Regions from separate parts of the Sus scrofa genome. Here all the other regions are linked to region 1. The links are chromatin contacts, called in public HiChIP or PLAC-seq maps. All regions are on one chromosome and are shown on one strand. Each heading gives the region's core, a stretch centred on a gene start, on an enhancer-like site or on the middle of the called end of the contact. The rest is flanking DNA. Distances are from core to core; before and after follow the strand shown. Region 1 holds the start of WBP4 (WW domain-binding protein 4). Region 2 holds the start of MTRF1 (mitochondrial translation release factor 1). Region 3 holds the start of KBTBD7 (kelch repeat and BTB domain-containing protein 7).

Region 1 (2,771 bases), core at 190-2,689:
GAAGATTACTTATCCCTTCGACTCCTTTCTGGAATTTTTGGAGGTTACGGCAATGGAGGCATGAAGAAACTCGTAAAGTTTGCTTTAAATCACGTTATTTCCACCCAAAGAACAAAGCAGAAGACGCCTCCAATGCGTGACTGTGATCCCTCTAAGACCATCAGTTAATACAATTTGAGCCTCAGGGGAAGAAAAAGAGAGTTGGAAAAGCCAAAGGATCTCTCAGCCGGTAAAACCAAAAACTAAAAAAAGTTAGAAGCTCACCAGGGCTGCCCGCTTCTAGTGATGGGAGGAGGCAGCGGTGGCCGCGGTCCAGCCCTATACTTTCACAATACCCCGGGGTTCCAGCTCGAGAGAAACGAAAAGGATGCTCGCGGCTTCCGACCCGCTAGGTGGAGGGAGCGCTCCGTAGCATCCCGGCGGCCGTCCAACCTCCAGAGGCCGCCAGCCTCCCTCCAGGGGTCCGTACTCCAGGCCCCCAGGGCGCTCCGCGGGGTAGCATCCCTACGCCGCACGGAGAACCGGCCCCGCCAGTCGGCCGCCGGTCCCGAGCGAGTTAAGAGAGCGTCCGTCACGCCCCCGGCCGCGGGCGGGGGGAGAGGGGGTGGTGGCGGAGGAAGAGACCCGGCGGGGAAAGGGCCTCCCGGAGAAACAAGACCTCCTTGTTTAGAGCCTGAGACCTGACTCACATGACTGGACCAGCCGCTCCGCGGGTCGCCCCCGGGTCCGATTAAGGCTCGCGTGCCCCACACAGGGAGAGTCCGAGCCCGGATCACCGCGAGGCCCACCGGAGCCTCCGAGCCCCGGACGCCTCCCTCCTTCCTCCGGACCAGTGCTCCCCGGTTCCCAACTACGGGTGCCCAGACGACTCAATCCGCGTTTGAAATCTCCTCCCCTTCCCCTCCTCCTCCAGGGGCGGTACTCCCGGCTCCGGAGAGGTGGGGTCGCTATAAAGGGGTTGAGGTCACCGAGAAGGGGCGAAAGCGCGACGGGACCTGAGCTGAAGGCCGGGAAGCTCGAGCCTCACGTCCCCGCGTCATCTCTCCTTTTTTTCTCTCTCTCTCCCCCTGGGATCCAGAACCTCCACCCTTCTTCTAGGCTCGCTGGCCCGTGGCCCAGGAGCTCGCGCGCCGCCTCCGCCCCGAACGCAAACAGCTGTTCCCAGAGACGTCGCCGCCCTCAACTTTGCCAACTAGTCCGCACGCACTTTGACCAGCGGAGCAGCCCGGACCTGTAGGCTGGGGGCTGTTGGCGGAGTTCAAAAAAGAGAGGTGAAACAGTTGGTTTCAGGACCGCGACTCGTGGAGCTTGGCCTCAAAACTTTCCCGAGGCGGCGGAGCGACCCCGCCCCGCCCCCGGGACGCCCGCGCGCTCGGGACGGGCGCGTTCCCTGGCTCGCGAGCGCGTGGGCAGCAAGCAACAGCGGCGGCGGCGGCGGCTCGGATGGTGGCGGGAGGTAGAGACGGAACAGAGGCAGCGTTTGCGCTTGTCAGGTGAGTCACCGCCGTGCTCTCAGCAGCACTTCCCATATGGTCTAGCGGTTAGGATTCCTGGTTTTCACCCAGGCGGCCCGGGTTCGACTCCCGGTATGGGAACGTTGCAACCACTTTTAGAAATGGGCCCTGGGGGTAACTTTTATTTTATTTCCAATGGCTCTGGCTCTTTTTCTCCCTTCTTTTGGTGGGTGATACGGTGGAAAACTCGCTTTAGTGTACTTGTTAGAGACGCCGTGATCTGGGCTGCGGCTTTGGGAGCCACGAGTGCTGCGCCGGCCGGGCTGGCGGAGCGACCACGCTCAGGGTCCCGGTGCTCCCGCTGGAGCCTGGCGGGGCTGAGCCGCGAGGAAGGAGTTTCACTTTCCCCGGGCCGCCCTCCAGCTCCTCCAGTCCCCGGGCCGTCCCTTTCCAAACGCTCGGGAGGTGATGATTAACTCCGGCCTCGCCTTATCTGCCCCCAGCGCCCCACCTCGGGCCCACACCCTCCTCCTCGGCCGCCCCCTTCTGACGGTCCCAAGCGACGCGGGGAGTGTTTGTCCCCAGCCTTCGGCCTCCGGGAGCCCTCGCCTGGCTCGCAAGTCCTCCTTATCTTGGCCGGGTGTTTACTAGAAACACCCCCGCCCCAAGGCAGCCCCCGGGCAGGGCTGGGGGGAGCCGAGGGCGGGCGGGGGATCTCCGATGCCCGCGGGCACCAATTTCGCCACCGCGCCGCTGCCCGCGGCCGCCCCATCGGCCGCGTGTCCACCCGGGGCTCCCGCGGCGCCGGAGCCCCGCCCCGAGGCCGGCCTGCGAGGTCCTCCCAACTGGACGTCGGGTCGCTGGCCGTGGTTCACAAAACTACCCCAGACTCCAGAGCCACAGACTTGAGTGCCTTGGCTTCGGAAGGCCTCTGGGGCAGGGCATCTGTCCCATTCTCCGCCCCCATCCCCCCAATCCCAACACACACACACACACACACACACACACACACACACACACAGTGGAAAAGAGAAATACCACTAGGATGAGTTGTCTTTAAAGAAACTTGTCTTTGCACAAAGGTCTAACGTTTTGAGTGCCGCCGATAGAGAATCCTGGGGTTGGAGGTGGGGCTTGGAAGAGAAAATTGGCTGGAGACGGGAGGGGATGTTACAACAAAGTTTCACTGTATTTTTAAATATAGAAGCCCTGTGTTTATTACAAAGAAGGGGCAGCTGTGTCAGCAGCATGTGAGCTGTACATGAGACAAAAGCGTTATCTTAAATGCGGGCTGACATTAGAAAAATGGGGTGAGCC
Region 2 (2,771 bases), core at 165-2,664, 170 kb before region 1:
AAATAGGTAATAAACATTAGATATTTACATTTATATCTAATTCCCCCCCCCCTTTTTGGCTGCACCAGGGGCATGTGGAAGTTCTCAGGCCAGGGATCAAACCCACACCACAAGAGTGATCCAGGCAGCTGCAGTGACAACACCAGTTCCTTAGCCCACTGTGCCACAAGGGAACCCTGAATTCTCCTTTTTTTATATTTGGTCACAACATAAGAAAATATGCTGTGAAGTCAGTAATACAGAATTATATTTGCCTTTGCTTTTCGGGAAGAAATACTGAGGCACTAGGTCAATGATTTGTAAATTCAATCTCCAAGCTCTGTATCGCTGTTAAATATTCAAAGTAAGGCAATCCATCCCTGGCCTTGCTCAGTGGGTTAAGGATCCGGTGTTGCAGTGAGCTGTGGTGTAGGCTGCAGACGTGGCTCGAATCCAGCGTTGTGGCTGTGGTATAGAGGCCATCAGCAACAGCTCCGATTAGACCCCTAGCCTGGGAAACTCCATATGCCGTGGGTGCAGCCCTAAAAAGACGAAAGACCAAAAAAAAAAAGTAAGGCAATATATTTGCATTTTCCTGAAACTGTTTATTTTATTTATTTATTTATTTTTAGGGACACACCTGCAGCACATGGAGGTTCCCAGATGGGGTCTAATCGGAGCTGTAGCTGCTGGCCTACACCACAGTCACAAGGGATCTGAGCTGCATCTGCAACCTACACCACAGCTCACAGCAACACTAGATCCTTATTTAACCCACTGAGGGAGGCCAGGGATCAAACCTGCACCCTCATGGATGCTAGTCAGATTTGTTTCCACTGAACTCCCCTGTTATGATTTTTAAAAATACAAAGGCACAGTCTCAATTAGTCATTAGGTATTTCCTCAAGCAATGGAAAAAACCTCTGAAGTATTCAATGATAAAAAGGTATTCTCATTTTAAAAAATTAGGAATCGCTACTCTAGTGACTCCATCTATAAAGAAATTCTTGTATATACTTATCTCTTAGGCACAGCTGTAGAAAATCTCTTCTGGGCTTGCCTAAAATGTTGAAAACCAAAACTCCACCTTCGGCCTAGGGCGTTGGGGGTGGGGCCCCCTGTCGGAAATAAACTACAACTCCCAGAATTCTCAGGGAGGCGCTCTGGGGAGTTACGGTTCTTTCAATGTTCTGGCACAGCTGCTGCCGCTCGCCGGCTCCCCTCTCCATCGCAACCTACACTCTGGACTCCGACTCCGGATGAGCACGAGGCTTGGTTGCCTCTTGGGAATTTTCCTCGCGTTGCCACTTTTCTCTTTTGTTTCTTCTGGTAGTTTATTATGCACACCCAAGAACTACTGCTCCCGAGAAAAACCCAGACGGAGGAGAAGGTGGCTGGAAGCCTTTAGCCGGAAGTGGCGAACCCGGAAGTAAAAGTGATCAGGTGTCTATAGGGCTGAAATCCTAGTGGATCCCAGAAGGTTCCCTCGGTAAGGAAACCTAATGTCCTTTTTTTGTTGTTTTTTAAGGTACTCACAATTCACTTCTTTTTTCTGATCCTAAAAGTCTTTTTTCTTTCTCCAGCTTTTTTTCTCTATGGGATCACTCCATATGCCGCGTTACACGGTGTGGCTTACACGTGCTGCTCTCGTGTGGGCTTAGTATCACTACCCACTTGCCGAGGCTGAGCGTTCCTTCCAGAGTATCAGCTTACTCTTGTTACTGTGGAGGGTGATGGAGAAGACTTGCTATGCTCAGGTATAGATAATGGAGAATAAACATCTTGCGTTTTATTTAACACAGTTTCATGACCTTGAGAACTGCTCATTCTACTAACTGTGCCTAAAATGGAAATTTAGCTAGAAATGTTGTAACAAAAATCTTTTTGCCTTTTTATTGTCGTCGTTCTTTCCATTTGCAAATGGAAACACTTCTGTGATGTCTTTGAGACTGTGCGAAGACACAGAAACTCCTGCTGGAGGACTGTAACCTTTGTGGCTGTTGGACATTAACGAATGTGATTATGTTAAATTTTGTCGGTATAACTCTGTAGACTGGATATTTTAGAGACCATTCCAAATAGTGTATTTCCTAGGAAATAATACTCTCTGAAATAGCAAACTTAAAATGATCAAAGGAGCTAATATATGAATGCATGTAGCATAGATGGAACACTGTAGACAATTAAAGGTTGGTTCTGATCAATTTTGACCCTTATTGCACCTTTGAACCACAGGATTTTAGGGGCAAAGTATTAGAACACTTTATCTTTTCCCCTTTATACTCAGTAAAATTATTGTGTACATTTGTTAGCTTTTTTTTTTTTTCTGTCTTTTTGTCCTTTTTAGGGCTGCACCCGGGGCATATGGAGGTTCCCAGGCTAGGGGTTGAATCAGAGCTGTAGCTGCCAGCCTACACCAGAGCCATAGCAATGCAGGATCCGAGCTGCATCTGTGACCTACACCACAGCTCACAGCAACGCTGGATCCTTAATCCACTGAGTGAGGCCAGGGATCGAACCTGCAACCTCATGGTTCTTAGTCAAATTTGTTTCCGCTGTGCCATGACAGGAACTCCTACATTTGTTAGCTTTTTCAATGATCTGTTCAAAGGAAGGAAAACAGCCAATTTCACTAAACCTGTAGTGTTTTTTTTTTTTTTTTTTTTTGGCTGCACCAATGGTTTAAAGTGACAGCGTCAGATCCTTTAACCACTGTGCCACCAGGGAACTTACCATAGCTTGTAATTTTATTTATGTATGTATTCATTTTTATTGTTTTTAGGGCCTCACCT
Region 3 (2,771 bases), core at 86-2,585, 130 kb before region 1:
ATGGTAACACTTCACAAACTAGCAACAGGAGTGGTCTGGGTTTTAAATAAAAGTTCTCTAACAAATCTCTAAACACTTGATTTTGAATATTTAACTAATGTTGATTAGTACATATATAAAACACTTCTTTAAAGCATAGGCTGTACTGTATTACTTCAAGGAATGTCAGGGCATATATGAATCCCAAGCTGTTTGAATCTTGTGCTTTTGTACGATTCAAGGTATGTTTGTTTAAATATTTTAATTTAAAACTCTCGTTAAAACTCCTTAATAAAGACAGTTCCAAAATCTTCAAAGGATTGGTGGAAAGGAACTGAAAGAACAGTATGAGTAACACTCATATCAAGAGGTTGTGAAAATAACCTTGTTCCTCGGAATGAAGTGTTGATTTGGTGAGATGCCAACCTATTTATATGCCTGATTTTCATATTTAAGGCCATCTATAAATGCTGTTCTCTAGGACCTCATCTTTGTCTAAGACATCCTAATGATTTTTTTTTTTTTTTTTTGGTCTTTTTGCTATTTCTTGGGCCGCTCCGGCGGCATATGGAGATTCCCAGGCTAGGGGTCTAATCGGAGCTGTAACCACCAGCCTACACCAGAGCCACAGCAACACGTGATCCGAGCCGCGTCTGCAACCTGCACCACAGCTCACGGCAACACCGGATCGTCAACCCACTGAGCAAGGGCAGGGACCGAACCCGCAACCTCATGGTTCCTAGTCGTTAACCACTGCGCCACGACGGGAACTTCAACATCCTAATGAATTTATATGTCACTTAGTACTGAAAATATTGTAATAACGTTCAGAATCTTCCAGAAGTAGCAACATTAAACACTGGATGTTTTCTTTGCAGTAATTGCTCATGGTTTCAAGTTAAGTGGGTGTCGCACTCTTAATAAATTCTAAGAGAAAAGCCGACAATTATTAATCTTTATATTTTAAACAGAGTGTAAGCACTTAATTGTTCTAATCAACAAATATTTGGGGAAATAACTATTAAAAAATTAAAACACACACACACAAATATTTATTGAAGCATCCTGTGTCCTATGCAATTTTTATCTCATTTCATCCTCACACGACCCTAGGAAAGACTATTCTCCCCATTTTGCAAAGAAGGAAAAGTTCTCAGAGGGAAGCTACACAGTTAATAAACATTAAAACTGGGCTCTTACTCTGGACTTCAAAGCCAAAATGCCAAGCCGTCGGAGCCGGGAGAATAAACGCTCAAACCCTGAAGCAGTCTTGCCCCGGAAGCCTCGCGATATTACTCAAACTACTACTCCCAACATGCAAAGCGCCTTCTCTGCCGCCGCTAAAGTGGGCGAGTGGGGAGGGCCCCGCCTGCGTCAGGCGCGAAAGGCAGTCTGGGAGTGGTAGTTCTCCTGGAAGCCTACCGGTATTGCCAGCGCGGCAGTGGCGGATCTCTTGGTTCCAGCCAGTAGGTCCTGTGAGGGCGAGTTGAGGCGGAGAAAGGGCGCGGAACTGGAAACGGGTGAGTCAGGCACTGTCTACGCTATAAAGGGAGGCGGCACCGCGGTGTAGGGCTGAGTTAAGTAAGCGCGGCCCCCGCGCAGTCTCTCCGGAGACACCACAACCTTAGCGTCAGCGAGAGAAGGGTGAGGAGGCGCCCGAGCCCGGTCTTTGCACCCGTTCTCGCCCTCAGCTCCCTACCAGCATCTCCACCATGCAGTCCCGGGAAGAAGCTTCGCGCTCTCGCCGCCTCGCCAGTCCCCGCGGTGGGAGGCGGCCCAAGAGGATTTCCAAGCCTTCGGTTTCGGCTTTTTTCACGGGGTCGGAGGAGCTGAAGGACACGGCCCATTCCGCAGCCCTGTTGGCACAGCTCAAGTCCTTCTACGACGCGCGGCTGCTCTGTGATGTGACCATCGAGGTGGTCACGCCTGGCAGCGGGCCTGGCACGGGTCGCCTTTTTTCCTGCAACCGTAACGTGCTGGCCGCCGCGTGTCCCTACTTCAAGAGCATGTTCACCGGCGGCATGTACGAGAGCCATCAGACGAACGTGACCATGCACGACGTAGATGCCGAATCCTTCGAGGTGCTGGTCGATTACTGCTACACGGGTCGCGTGTCCCTGAGTGAGGCCAACGTGCAGCGCCTTTACGCGGCCTCGGACATGCTGCAGCTGGAGTATGTGCGGGAAGCCTGTGCGTCGTTCCTAGCCCGCCGCCTTGACCTGGCCAACTGCACGGCCATCCTCAAGTTCGCCGACGCCTTCGACCATCACAAGCTGCGGTCGCAGGCCCAGTCCTTTATCGCGCACAACTTCAAGCAGCTCAGCCGCATGGGTTCGATTCGCGAGGAGTCTCTGGCCGATCTGACCCTGGCCCAACTGCTGGCTGTCCTGCGCCTGGATAGTCTAGACATCGAGAGTGAGCGGACAGTGTGTCACGTTGCGGTGCAGTGGTTGGAGGCGGCTCCCAAGGAGCGGGGTCCCAGCGCTGCCGAAGTCTTCAAGTGTGTCCGCTGGACACACTTCACGGATAAAGATCGGGAATACCTGGAAGGGCTGTTGACCAAACCTATTGTGAAGAAGTACTGTCTGGACCTCATGGAAGGGGTCCTGCAGATGCGATATGGTGACATGTTGTACAAGTCTCTGGTGCCAAAGCCAGAGAGCAGCAGTGGCAATTCTGTTGTCTCCATAGCAGAAAATCCACCCCAGAGGCTGGGTATGTGTGCCAAGGAGATGGTGATCTTCTTTGGCCATCCCAGAGATCCCTTTCTGTGCTATGACCCATACTCAGGG

The links. HiChIP or PLAC-seq counts read pairs in DNA pulled down with a chosen protein or histone mark.
Region 2: an H3K27ac HiChIP or PLAC-seq map of alveolar macrophages shows a contact between it and region 1. The contact joins the promoter of MTRF1 here to the promoter of WBP4 in region 1. A contact is called at or near these places in 2 of 5 promoter capture datasets (fetal liver and liver), 1 of 47 Hi-C or Micro-C datasets (omental adipose tissue) and 2 of 2 datasets of contacts at active chromatin or transcription factors (alveolar macrophages and skeletal muscle).
Region 3: a contact with region 1 is called in an H3K27ac HiChIP or PLAC-seq map of alveolar macrophages. The contact joins the promoter of KBTBD7 here to the promoter of WBP4 in region 1. A contact is called at or near these places in 2 of 5 promoter capture datasets (fetal liver and liver), 2 of 47 Hi-C or Micro-C datasets (heart right ventricle and skeletal muscle) and 2 of 2 datasets of contacts at active chromatin or transcription factors (alveolar macrophages and skeletal muscle).

What each region holds. Positions count from the first base shown.
Region 1 is chr11:25,771,116-25,773,886 of Sscrofa11.1, forward strand. It overlaps WBP4 (WW domain-binding protein 4), which reads right to left and starts at 1,440. Exons shown (of 10, transcript XM_021065642.1): 1 at 1,208-1,440. ELF1 (ETS-related transcription factor Elf-1) reads left to right here and starts at 975. Exons shown (of 9, transcript XM_021065635.1): 1 at 975-1,493. It overlaps TRNAE-UUC (a tRNA gene), which reads left to right and starts at 1,524; the gene lies at 1,524-1,595.
Region 2 is chr11:25,602,655-25,605,425 of Sscrofa11.1, forward strand. It overlaps MTRF1 (mitochondrial translation release factor 1), which reads left to right and starts at 1,415. Exons shown (of 12, transcript NM_001243580.1): 1 at 1,415-1,468; 2 at 1,563-1,736.
Region 3 is chr11:25,642,326-25,645,096 of Sscrofa11.1, forward strand. It overlaps KBTBD7 (kelch repeat and BTB domain-containing protein 7), which reads left to right and starts at 1,336. Exons shown (of 2, transcript XM_003130995.5): 1 at 1,336-2,771. The coding sequence starts at 1,692.